Regions from separate parts of the Bicyclus anynana genome. Here region 1 is linked to region 2. Evidence: chromatin contacts called from public Hi-C data. All regions are on one chromosome and are shown on one strand. The core of a region is the stretch at or near the end of the contact, and the rest is flanking DNA. Distances in the headings are between cores, read along the strand shown.

Region 1 (7,260 bases), core at 3,253-5,752, 64 kb before region 2:
ACACATTAGGTCTCTTTTGTATCGTCTTCAGTGTCTTGAGTGCTAGCAACACTGGGTTCAGTCGCAGCGATGTCCTGAGCGGCACTAGGCTCAGCAACAGAGTCGCGAGTGTCACTAGATTCAGTAGCAGCAGTGTCGCGAGTGTCACCAGTGTCGTTTGTATGGACCTGTTCATTCTTTACATCATCAGTTTCCATTGACACATTCTGCTCAACACTTGTATCCATTTTACTTTGATCCGATTCTGAAAACAAATGAATCAGGTAAATCAAGGATAATGGTCAGTTCATTTAAAGGTGGTGGTAACTGCTGAACCAACTAAATATATATCTACAATATTTTTTATAAGTGCTTCAATTCTTTCTTCTATGAGTATGTAATAGAGACACAGTCTGCCATCTGCTTTCTCCTCTTCCCTCTTTCTTTGTCTTACTCCGTACCCCTGTACTGCGCGGCAGGGGGTGCAGTGAAGTTGGTGGTGATGGAAACTCGTACCTATGATTGATGATTTGTTCATACTGATCAAACATTATACTTCAAATACCTTTCTCCTCTTTGATAGCTTCGACACCCTCTGGCCTCTCCTCCCCGTCACTGTCCTCTCTCTCCTTCTCATCCACGTCCATCGCGAACTTGTCTCTCTTGCTGGTGCGCTCGTCGTCGGCGGCCGCTGCCCCTGCCCCCCCGCCCTCATGGAAGGCATCCTGCGCGTTCTCTTTGGCAGCGAAGCCGCGAGGCCGGAGACACTTCTGTTCTATTCTGCGCAACTCTTCTTGCAGTTCTTGGCGTTTGCGCGATAAATATTCTAGAATGTAAAAGTAAATAAGAGAATTATTATAATTTACTAGCTGACGCTGCGCGGTTTCACCCGCGTGGTTCCCGTTCCCGTAGAATTATGGGGATAATATATAGCCTATAGCCTTCCTCGATAAATGGGCTATCTCACACTGAAAGAATTATTCAAATCGGATTAGTAGTTCCTGAGATTAGCGCGTTCAATCAAACAAACAAACTCTTCAGCTTTATAATATTTGTATAGATTAAGTAACATTATAAATGCAAAAGTAAAAACAACTAAACCAATTGTGATGGATTTTAGTACAGAGAAAAATTTGACCTTGCAGAAGAAAATTTACTATTAATAATAATAATAATAATTTAAATTTACTATTATCAGAATATAATTACAAAAAACAAGAGAGACACACAATTTCTCACAGACAGATTCGCAGACATTAGCTGATGTCAGCAAATCTTTTATATAATAATTTATTTTATTTCAGAATTACAAATCCATATATTGTTAGTATATTAGTAGGTGACATTTTCATCTTACTTATTAAATTAAATTAGTACAGTTAGTAACATTGGAATTTTTTTTTTTTTTGATAATATTTTAAAACAACAATCAAGTACGCCCTATAGCTACTTCCACACAATGGCCTAGAATTGGACAGTCGGGCCTAGCAGACAATACCCTTAGGATGCCATTGGTGCTAGCACGTAATCTCTGTAGGAGAGACACCGCTTTTTTACGCCTTATTGCAAAAAAGTCATTTGTATGCGCGTCTGCGAACATTTTTGAGGCGCTGCAGCACCATGGCAGCCTCAACAGCATCCTAAAGGCATTGTTATACTGAACACGCAAGGCGTTATAGGCCCGGCGCGTATATGTCACCCACAGGCCACCGGTATAAAAAGACTGACAGAACGCTTTAAATAACGTAATTTTTACGTCTGCAGTGCTCCGGGAGAACCTGCGGGCAAGCATATTTCCCCTCACCGCTAACGACCTGCGTTCACGCTCAATGTCATCATCATCTCCAAGATCGCTCGTGACAATATGACCAAGATATTTAAATTTATCTACGACCTTCAGAGGTACACCTCCAAGACATACTGGTGGCACATGACGTATCCGTTGTTTCGGTGCCTTAAATACCAACACTTCACTCTTTTTTGAGTTATATTTTAGGCCATGCTCCTCCACGTATGTCTCGCAGATGGAAATCATCCTTCTAAGTCCAGTAATCGAAGGACTGAGCAGCACCATGTCGTCAGCATAGCTAATGTTGTTGGCACATATGTCATCAATATGGCAGCCGACACGAGCGCTGCCCAATCTCTCAATTAATTCATTAACATAAAGGTTAAATAAAAGCGGAGAACTTAAACCGCCCTGCCTTACACCGCAATCCAGCCCGTATATATAAATTATTATAGAATGTCAAGGCCTATTATGCTTAAGAACAAATAGGTATAACAGACAATACTAGAAGCCATAACTTACTTTCGTGATATTTTTTACTCTCATCCAACTTTTCCTGAGCTTTTTCAGACATCTTTTTAGGCAGCCAGTAGACACTAGGCTTGGCCTTGCACAGTATGAAGTTGCCCAGACAGCCGTGTGCCGCCTCCCAGCGCTCGAACTCCTGCAGGCGCGCCATCTTCGCCTCCAGAGCCTTGATAGTTGCCTTCTTGTGTTCCCGCTCTGCAAATAAAGTTTTTCTTTCCTTCAGTTCTCTTTCCTTTTCTTGTCTCGCCTGCTCTTCTATCTTTCTTTCCACTTGAGCCTTCTTGTCCTCCTGCAAATGATGAATCCATACTTTTATAAACATCAATACATTTAGCAAACATTATTTGTAGTTGTAACTGATTATTAAACTTCAAATATTTCTGTTGAATATTCTTCTAATTGCCTGATAACTAATTATTATGCATTTTTGTTAATTATAAATCCATTAACTAAATATATAAAGTGATAAGCAGGTATTAATTATACATATAGGCATATTCCAGTGTACTTTTTTTAGTTATAGAAAAAGTGCAGAATGTTATATCCTGCGCCTATCAATAAGAGATATGTTTGACTTCACACCAACAGTTTCTATAAGTGTACAAAAAGGGATCGTTTTAAAGTTCTTTAAGTACACCGTCAACTTTAAAACAATGAACACAGCTTCACGATGGCTGTAGACGGCAGTGCCCAATAACACATTTTGTTTTTCAGTCACCAAATTTATTCTCATTTCAAGCGTGCATAAAAGTTTTACTTTAAACAAATTATGCAACAACTTTCTGAGGTTTTAGTTATGACTCTCGCCGATGCTGTGAGTGAGAGTGCACTCACCTTAGTCTGCAGTACAATCTCCTCCTGCTTGAACTTCTGCAGCGTGCCGAGCAGTGATCCAAAGATACGCCTATTCCTTGTGCGCGCCTGCTCGTCATCGCCCTGCGCGCGCAGCACGGAAGCGCGCGACGGCAGCTCGCGGCACACAGCCGACGGCACGCGCGCGCGCTTCGGCACCCCCTCGTCTTCACCATCACTGTCGTGCGCACGCCCTGATAATCTGTACCATATCATCATTAATAAGAAGCTTTAATAGCTCAATGGTATAGGAGCCGCCTCTCATCACCAAGGGTGTGGTTAAATCCCCATCCCCTGGTCTATTGTCGTAACCACGCCTAAAGCAGTTTTTTCTGACTTGTTGAAGTGGAATAGGAATGTTTAAAATATATGGCAAATATTTTTTATTAACGCCGCACTGCAGGGCCAGGCCACGCTCCTTAAACGACAGATGATATGGAGCTTAGACCCACCATACACCACCATCCATTGTGGCTGGTAGGTTCATACAACAACCTGCAACATTGACAATACATCAATTATTGATTTATTCATCATGTTAGCAATGTCCACATAAAAAAACATACATTGGATTAAAATAATTTTGTTGCAGTGCAAAACAGACCTAAACTGTCTTGACTTTTATTAGAACTTTCAAAGGGAAACAATTCTGATGATGTCTTATCGGATGCCAACAAATAGGGGAACAGATCAAAGGCCACTTGCAAGCAGTCTATCCTTCAATAGCAGAAGGTCCCTGGTCTATCCTCCATTGTACTCAAGGCTACAACCACTCTACTTGAAGATGAACATACTAATTATACAGTGGCGAATTGTTATCTAAAAAACAAATTTATCCAGATCTATTCATACTATCTAGTTATTAATGGTGTTTACAATAAACCATAGAATAAGTAAATAAAACTCGCCTGCTAAACACAGTTTTGGTTTCGTGTTTCCGTTTGGGTTGCTCATCATTTCTGTAGTTGTGGCCGGCGTCTGGGTAGGAGTTCCGCCCGCCGACCCGCGAGCCGCCTCGCGTGTAGTCCGTCGACGCGTTAAATCTGCAATCACACTTGTATTCAACGAAATGTGCCACAAAACCATCTCATAATCGTACTTGTTATCACTAACCTATCCGTGAATCTTCCGGATGTTTGAACGATTTTCTTTATATTTTCATCTATTTTGAACAAACTACTTTTTTCGCTCTCTAGTTGAGCTCGCAAAGAACTAAATGATAAAGCCACTTCGGTTCCCATTTTAGTAGATTTTCATTTAATTTCTAAATAAATATTTCACTCGTAAATTCCAAACTTCTAAATCTTTTTTTTTTATTTTTTTATTTACGGCCCTAGATATTAAAGATTTAAGGCATTTCGAAACACGGAACACCTTTTTCCACAGATTAAGTTACCACACAGAACATGAGTGATGAGATTTACATATATACATTTGACTACTCATCAATAGATGGCGTTACCAACAATAAAATTGTGTTTGTAGGCTATAAAACACTAGCCGCAGCGCGGTTTCACCCGCGTAGTTCCGGTTCCCGGGGGAATACGGAGATAAAATGTAACTGCTACCAACGACTGCGACGCCGTCGCCTGCCGCCGAGACGTCGCTGACTGCAGTCGACTGGTAGATTTGCCGCTTGTGTAAATGAACCCTAACCACAGAAAACATTTATGTACAAGTCCGTCTTAGCACATACTTACTTGTTTACTATGTATTCTTAATTCTATGTTATTGTTATTCTTTTGTGCAATAAAGTATATTACATAAATAATAAGTAAATTAATTTGCAGTGTGGTAGGTAGTGTTAAGCTCCATAACCCTTCTCATAAAGAGGGAAATCTGCCCTGATAATGATCACTTAAGTCTGTGTATGACTTAAGTCTAAAATGTAAGTTTAGGTAATATTGTGTGTTGAGCCGGCCACGGGTGAAGTGTTGGGCTCAGTGTCTTACGTCCGCCCACTCGCTGCGACGGCGCCTGCTGACGAAGATGTATAGCTGAGCAGTGGCGTGCTCAACATTTTCAACTAGGGTAAGCATTGTAATGTACAGCGCTCGGCAAACATCTTGAACAAAAAGTGGCGTAGTGGGGGAAAGTTCGCGCAGGTACACTTTATGACAATGGACAAGGCCGACTGATTCCCCAATAGCAGGCGCGCGCGCGCTCTGTATTCCCCCGCGTTCCCTTCGCCCCACCCAAGAGACCGACAAATCGACTTCTGCGCATGTTTATGGATTGTTCAAGATGTTGAATGTTGATGTGACAAAATGGAAAATGACTTCTCCATTCCTAATCAGTTTTCGGAGTAGGTATTGCTTTCGGCACCTATGAAGTGGACGCCGCTGCAGCAGCCTTCACCCGCCGCGCGGTGTGTCGACTGGACTCCGACATGCAATTGACAATTCTGTATAAAGATATCCTATGTACCTATGTACTTATTCATGAAAATTATTAAAAAATTCTAATTAGTAAAGAAAACTTTTGTACACCTTGGGTAGGTACCTATACAAAAGTTATTGTAGTTTCAAGAAGGATGTATTTTTTTTTTAAATATATTATAGCCTATAGCCTTCCTCGATAAATGGGCTTATCACTGAAAGTATTTTTCAAATCGGGCCAGTATTTCCTGAGATTAGCGCGTTCAATCAAACAAACAAACAAACTCTTCAGCTTTATAATATTAGTATAGATGCGACAGCCGCACACATCGTTCAATACAACAAAACAATCACAGACGAGGTAAAATGCGCGGAGGTACTCATAAGTGCTGTTATCTCCGCCCATAGCAAATATTCGGCCGCACTCGACGCGATGAGCGAATCTAATGCCTTGATCACACGTACCGAGCAAACGGGCGAGACAGTGCCCTCGGCCGAGTCCTCGGTACGTAACGAGCACTCGGCCGAACAAAGCGCCGAGACAGTAGCTCGGCTCCTGTTCTATCTACTAGGCCGAGTGTCCACCCTCCCGCGTCCCCGCACTGTCTCGCTCGCTCACTCGCCAGGTCTGAACATACATTGTCTCGCCACTCGGCCGACGGCCACATGATTATCGTCACGTCGCCGCATAATATAATAACTATAGATAATTTTCGTTTAAAACAATTCCAAATAAAATAAAATACACCATGTCTGTTAGTAACAAATGGGATGTCGAAACTACTACATATTAAATTTATACAGTTATACTATATAAATATACTACTACATATACTAAAACCGACGTTGCTTTTTACTCTCTACTACTCGGTACGTGCGATCAAGGCTGCAAGGCATAGTGCTATATTGCGCTGAGTGTGGCCGAGGCATTAGAAGCAGTGGTGTGGCGGCACAGAGTGTACAGTGAGCAGTGAGCACGTAGTCGGAGGCGGCTAAATCCGGTCGGTAGCCAAGCATTCAAGCGCGCTATGAAAAATAGCTCCGTCCCGCTGCCACTGTCGCGCGCACAACGTGTTACTTTGCTTTATTGGATGTATGGTTGTTCCGCCCTTCGTCACAGAGCTCGACTGGGGAAGCACTACTGCTACACTCATTCTTAGCACTTAGCAATATTCATAGCGTGGGTGCCGAGTGGGTCGTGCCCGGGCTACCGATTTAAAATTCTATGATGGACGCCAAAATACAAAATATACAAAGAAAAATCAATATAATCAGTAGACTCGTTGCAGAAGCCAGTTTCCACAAACATTGTCAACGAAATTTTTTTATTGAGTGTCGACTCTCCTCAGAGGCATAACAGGGGCTAGGCACACCCTAGGAAATAATCCTAGATACGCGAATGGCAATATTGCTGTGTTATAGGGTCTAAAGTTTTACCGATTAATACCTCACTTTAGCCACTTCATTTGCCTGTTATTAAACATCTCTGGAATGTTTTTATTATTTTTAGAGCCAGCACGGAAACGTACCTTTTACCATTTTCTCTTTTCCCATTTGTTACGAGTTCCTCGAGTAGATACGGTAGTGTTGAGATTCATCCTACTTACTAATTATTATAAACGCGAAAGTTTGTAGGTATGGATGTTTGTTACTCTTTAACGTCGCAAATACATACTGAACCGATTTGACTAAAATTTAAAACGAAGATAGACAATATACTATCTACCCTGAGAA
Region 2 (6,704 bases), core at 783-3,282:
CCAGCCAGACCTGGACCAATTAAGAAAACCTCAATCGGCCCAGCCGGGGTTGGAATCCAGGACCTCCGTTTTGTATATCCACCGCGCATACCAATGCGCCACGGATTCCTACATAAGGTCAACTCTTACAAGGCCGCTGGCCTATAGCTACCTATGCATGCGAAAAGTGGACTCTCAGTGTCACAGAAGAACATAAATTATCAGTAGGTATTCGAGAGGAAAGTGCTCCGCAAAATATTTGGACCACTATGAAGTTTAGATGGAATCTATCGCCACTGAATGAACTACGAAATGGAAATCTAGTGAAAGTCGAAACAATAGTGAGACATTGTAAAGCGCAACGTCTTCAGCAGCTAGGGAAGGAGGAGAGGGCGCCAAAACTAGAGGGCCTAAAGTGATGACAAAATGGAGACCACAGGTAAAGATTAAAAGGAAGACCTAAATAAAGATGGCTATAGATTGTGTGAAATAAGGCTTGCAAATTATTATAAAAAAAACGACTGCTTAAGCGTAATGAACTGAAAAGAGAAAACAAGTATCACAATATCTATTTGCTGCGTGGAGAAAAGAAATGTATGGAGAAAAGTGGTAGAGAAAGCCAAGGGGTTGTAGCGCCGAAGAAAGTAAGTAATAAGTACCTACTCGATACATCATTCGCTTTCATTCGTATCGGTATAATAAGAATAAGCTAGTTCTGTAAACATCATTAATTTTTTATTGACAAAGCGATACGATGACAACAGAGTGACGTGACGACGGCGTCTAACTCTGACCCTGACCCGAAGAGTCCGACCCTGCAGCGGGCGAGGGCGGGGCGGCTCGAGTTACAAAGCGTAGCGCCCGGCGGCGGCGGGCGGCAGTGTATCAAACGAGCTGTTGCATATGCAGCAAAATTTGCCAAGGGTCAGTGATTTTGCCAAAAGTAAGAATTGCAAAAAAGGCCATTCCAAGATTCCGACAGACGCAATGAATAGTCAAACGAGAGCCTCATTGCAAAAATGTTATACTACCAACACATACATATTAGTTAGATATGTCATATGCCTACAAATTCACCTACTGATCAGTTTTTATACACAACTCGTTATTGTAGCTAATATTTAAGTACTATTTGTTTAAATTTTCGTTGTAGCTATACTATGCGATTATCTATATAAAATTAAGAATTTCTAAGATAAGAGGCTAGAAACTTTATTCGCCGCAGTTGTCAGCGCTAGTGACATATCTAATAGTATAAAATCTTCGCCTCAATGTATGAAAGCTGAAGGATTGTCAGCCCTTCTTCTAACATAATGTACTTATCTACAAGGAAGCTCTATCTTAGCCAATTAAGGAGTTTGGGCCGTGGTGGCTGTGTAAGGTGAAAGCAGATTTCAATGACCTTGAAACCTCTCAAACCATTTCGAAATTCCATTTGAGTAGGTAGTTATATCTGCCTACATACAAAAAAAAAATAGACACATGGAATTTTAAGCAGGGATCCCTGAATATAGTAATCATCAACTATTAGTCTTATTAAATTGCCCACAATAGGGACAGGAGGAATACCCCTCCTTATAGAAGATATGCTGAATGAATATATGAAGAATAGATAATATGAATATAAAATAGAAATGGTGCATAGACCCACCACGCAGCACCAATGCGGGTTGGCGGGATAATGTTAAATAACGACCAGTATCAGACATAAATGATAATAACGGAACCGACAGCTTAACAGGTGGGGAGGTACCACCAACTTTCCGACTCCGGGCTGAGAATATTCTAACTCACTATCGCATATAGCTCAAGATTCGAACCCAAGACCTCGAAAACCACTTATACCACTGTACCTACAAGGCAATTGTAACAGGCAACAGCTCTGAATAGTAAAACACACTAAATAAAAACATAATCATATAATCATGAAATTTTAAAAAATATATGGTTTTTATGAATTTTTAAATGTGTAAAATATGCCAATAATGAGTTAAATATTTCAGACTAGCAATCGTGAATCCGGCTTAAAAATTAGTACTGCCATCTATTGGCAAGCTCTTACAACCGTTCACACAACAACCTACACGTCAAAGTTCAGCTATTGCACGCGAGATGGCCGTGCTATACCGAACGATTCGAAATTAATAAAACGAATAAATTCAAATTTTTTTATTTTTTTATTAAAATTAATGAAATGTTTCCTTAGAATAAACTAGAAAATAGTTGTTGTTTACAGTTACTTAATTAGGATTAGGAGTATCGTGAAATATATTATCTTCAAAGATACAGAGCGGCGCGGCGGTGGCTCGCACTTTGAACAATTATGAACAATCACGTCGATAATAATTGTATTGTAAAGCCTTTTTGCACACGACATTGGTGCCGTGTGAACAACTGTTAAGGGGTATACCTCTCTACGCCTTTTAGTAACGTTTACCTTTACACCGTTTACATTTCGCTTTGATGAAGTTAGGTATCTATTACTTACCTGCCTAGTTATTTTACCTTTTGAACACGATTTTGTTGTGGATTTAGTTTGGATCTAGTACGTGCGTAGGTATACTAGTTGGTTACCAACTGAAGGAATTGCCGGAACGCATTGTTAAATTAGATACTTACCTATTTAAAGTGAAACGCTTCTGGTCCTCACCCTCAGCCCGGATATGGGAAGTTGGTAGGGCCTCGCCCTTAGACCTTTAATAGTCTAACGCCTCGCCTCGCTGATGCGAATTTGCCCACGTCTAGATTCGTCCACATCCACACTAAGCCACTGGACTTAACATGCATAGTGTATGTAGGGTTGCCAACATTTTTTCAGAAAAATATAGTATTTTTTAGATTTAGCTATAAAAATATATAGTACGCTTAAATAAAATATTGTATTTTAAGGAATAAGCAAACAATTAACATTTATTTATCTGAAATAAAACGGTCATATGCAATAATGCGGTCATTTAATTTTTTTTAAAACCAACTCTCTAAAGCGTAAGGATAGCGCACTATAGGCTAGATGCTGTTGCATCTTGCAAAAACTAATTTTCATAAAGTTTCAAAATGAAAATTTTGTTTATTATATTTCAGTGTTGAAAATATAGTATTTTTGCTTGAGTACTAGGTATATAGTTCTTCAACAGTATATAATACGCAGACTCGAAATATAGTACAATACTATATTATAGTACAGTTGGCAACCCTAAGTGTATGTAACATCATATAACTATAAAAAAGTGCAAAACTATAGGTAGGTATATTATAAATTTGCATTTTCTTATTAGATATTTTATATTTTAAGCTCCAACACAAAGTCGGCGACGATCCCCTTAACAGTGCACACGGTCCCAATTTTATCTATTATTATCAATTATTATCTGAGATAGTTGTCCGCGCGAGTGCGCGCCTGTTGCCAGCCCGGCGACACTCCAATCAGCTCCTAGAACTACAACTCTTTAAACTAATTACAACCACTGAGAGCCGTGATAGCCCAGTGGATATGACCTCTGCCTGAGATTCGGAGGGCGTGGTTCGAATCCGGTCCGGGACATGTACCTTCAACTTTTCAGTTAAGTGCATTTTAAGGAATTGAATAAAATATGTCTCAAATGGTGAAGGAAAACTAACGTGAAGAAACCTTCATACTTTTTCTTAATTATTTTCTTAATTCTCTACGTGTGTGAAGTCTGCCAATCCGCATTGGGCCACCGTGGTAAATATTGGCCTAACCCCCTCTCATTCTGAGAGCAGACTCGTGCTCAGCAAGTCAGCAGTGAAAGCCGAAAACGGGTTGCTAATGATGAGGATAACGACGGATAGATCTGTCATATAATCCAACTTATGGAAAATAGAAACTCATCGCTTATGATATGGCAACACTTTGGACGCATGCAAGTTAGGTGCACCTCCTACAATGTCCTGCCGAATGCTCCACAACTTGAAGCAGCTTTTTGAACTTCACGTGCCTAAAACGCGGACGTAGCGACCGCCTTATCAGCCGTATCAATGATACAGGGCCCCCGGAGTTCAGGGCCCCCTTACGTGTGAACACAAAAATTGGTAAAATTCACAATGTCAGTTAAACTTGTGCTTCCCGGAAATCATCCAAAAACTGACTATATTTCACTTCATTATTTCACTTCAGAAATCACATAATTAAAAAAACACAATACTTTTTTCCCGGGTTAAGCGTGCTGTCCTAAAAACGGAAACATCCTACATTTTTGTTTCTTTTGTGAGAAATATCTACCCTGGGCCCCCCCCGACTAACTTTGATACAGGGCCGCTACACGGCACGCTACGCCACTGGCCTAAAATATCATCAACCATAGTCCATACCTACCTTTAGGCTTAGGTCCAGGAAACATCTCGCTACTTGGTGATACACATGTAGAGCGGCAATCAAAGATACTTACCTATGTGAGCAAAAGCTCTTCGACTAAGGTACCGAATACCTACTTAGTTACCTTACCTTAGTTAGGGACTTAGTTATTTATCCGTAATCTGATCTGATATTGTAACCCTCCATAGAAGATTAGTATTAATGCTTGTAACAAGTCGTGCGGAAACTTGAAAATAAAAGTATTACAAATATACAGATAATTATATGACAATAATTTATTATTTGTTATTAGCTGGCCTGGCATACGTTCTGCCATATTTTCTTTTATAAAAAAATCTAAAGTAAACTGGTTTTTAAACCAGAGGTCAGGGGTTGGATTCCCAGTTCGGGTCAATTTGCTACCCGTAGGTACGATACGACGTCAAAACGGGGGATTTATTTTTTGCATTAGCACTGAGTTTGAGAATAGTAGAAGAATAATTAAATATAATATTATTTTATTCCGGAAGTTAATTTAAATTTAAAAGAAATTGGATAAATAAAGAATGTAATAAATAATAATCTGAATTTAAAATAAACAACTTACAGTCCTATAACTTAAACTGCTTTAACTCGAGCTCATAAGCAAGTTATTTCAGCGCCGAACAGGAACGTCAAACAATTATATCTAGAAATGCACTTCCGTATGTTTATCCGCATTACGCTTTCAACCAATGCATCGAGAATAAAGCCAAGACTGCAGCTAAAAAATTGGGCATCCTGAATAAGGTAAAGCGGTACTTCACAGCAGAACAACTTCTCACCCTTTATCAGGCACAGGTTCGAACCAGCATGGAGTACTGCAGTCACCTATGGGATGGCTCTGCTAAATATCAGCTCGCTGCATTAGACTCGGTTGATCGTCGCGCTAGACGTATCATAGGTGATGAACCGCTGACACGGACGAAACTGCAAAGTTTGCAACATCGACGCAACGTCGCCGAATATACTTCGGAGAGTGTGCACAGGAACTTTATAATCTTGTTCCTCCGTCCCCATTCTACCACAGAACAGCGAGACGTCGTGAAAAATGGCATCCCTTTGTTGTCGACGTTCAGTCAACCCGCACGAAACGTTTTTCGTCAACGTTTCTAATTAGAACGGCTAAGATGTGGAATGCCCTTCCGGCCTCTGTGTTTCCTGACACCTACAATTTGTGCACCTTCAAGGCAAGAGTGAATAGGCATTTTCTAGGCAAGCGCGTTTCATCTTAGACCTCATCATTGCTCACCATCAGGCATGATTGTAGTCAAGCGCAAGCCTATCCAAAATAAAAAAAAAACCATACTTGTACATATGTTTCTGTGCCATCGCCTCTGGTTTAACCTGGCGCTCTTAGCGAACGCATATATCTATCTCTCAGTTAGAGTGCTTTCATATGCGTATAACCTAGGATTTTCGATGGTCCAAGCGCTAGTCTACGTCATCATCATCATCATCATTATTATTAACAGCCGAGGCCGTACGTCCACAACTGGACATAGGCCACTCGCATGGACTTCTAAACTTCACGGTTCAGAAGACATCAAGCATCCTGCAGCCCTTCAGTCTGCTTGATGTCGACCATGCGACCTACACCATTCTGATACCTTGAGACCCCAAAGTCCATCGGCTCTTCGAACTATATGGTCTTCCCATTGTCACTTCAGCTTCGCAACTCGCTGATCCAAGATATTTTTAAGACTTTGGTTCTTCTACGGATCGCCTCATTTGTGATTTGATTACACAGTAAAACTACAATTAATAAAGCTCGATACATCGCCCGCTGAGTGAGTTTAAACCTTAATAAGAGACCTAATATAATCTCGGATCCGTAGGTCATCACTGACAACGTGCACTGTTAAAAAGTTTACCAAATAAAATTACTCATCTTGTGACATGATGATAAGTAAATAAATTGTGGCCTTAGAAGTTAAATAAGGGTTCTGTTATGTACCTACCTACTCGGGCGTTCGAATCATCGATCTATGTCCGGAACCCTAAAACCGGCCAGAATGCGTACTTGTAGACAAATAAAGATCTAATGTATGTTAAGATACATTGTATTGGAATAGAATATATTATTGATGATTTTATATATTGCCACAGCTCAGTCGTAGTGCCCACTCATAGTTATGTACTGTGGTTAATCTAACAGCTCAGGATTTTACATGAAAAGCGCAAGATAAGTGATCGTACAATTTTTACGATACCAATCTTATAATCTCGGCTTATCGTAATAGTGGAAACTAACGTAATATCTAATCAATCTGTTTTTTATTATATAAGCTGGGACTTGACATTCACGAAGATGCAGCATATGATGAAAACACAGAAGATCCATTCCTATTAACTCTTGAAGATACCAATGTTG

The links. A called contact is a pair of places that touch in the nucleus more often than the background predicts.
Region 1: a Hi-C map of whole larva shows a contact between it and region 2, with 8 times the contacts expected there. The contact joins the promoter of LOC112050537 here to the enhancer-like site in region 2. A contact is called at or near these places in 2 of 2 Hi-C or Micro-C datasets (whole body and whole larva).

The regions. Positions count from the first base shown.
Region 1 is chr21:14,632,016-14,639,275 of ilBicAnyn1.1, reverse strand. It overlaps LOC112050537 (pinin), which reads right to left and starts at 4,502. Exons shown (of 6, transcript XM_024088826.2): 1 at 4,262-4,502; 2 at 4,057-4,191; 3 at 3,131-3,350; 4 at 2,291-2,585; 5 at 545-805; 6 at 1-244. The coding sequence starts at 4,389. The coding sequence ends at 6.
Region 2 is chr21:14,565,924-14,572,627 of ilBicAnyn1.1, reverse strand. No RefSeq gene overlaps it. Among protein-coding and RNA genes, the nearest start is that of LOC112050532, 10 kb to the right of the region's middle. Within about 2 kb of position 2,032, at least 4 of the 8 cell types and tissues checked have open chromatin away from gene starts, as enhancers often do.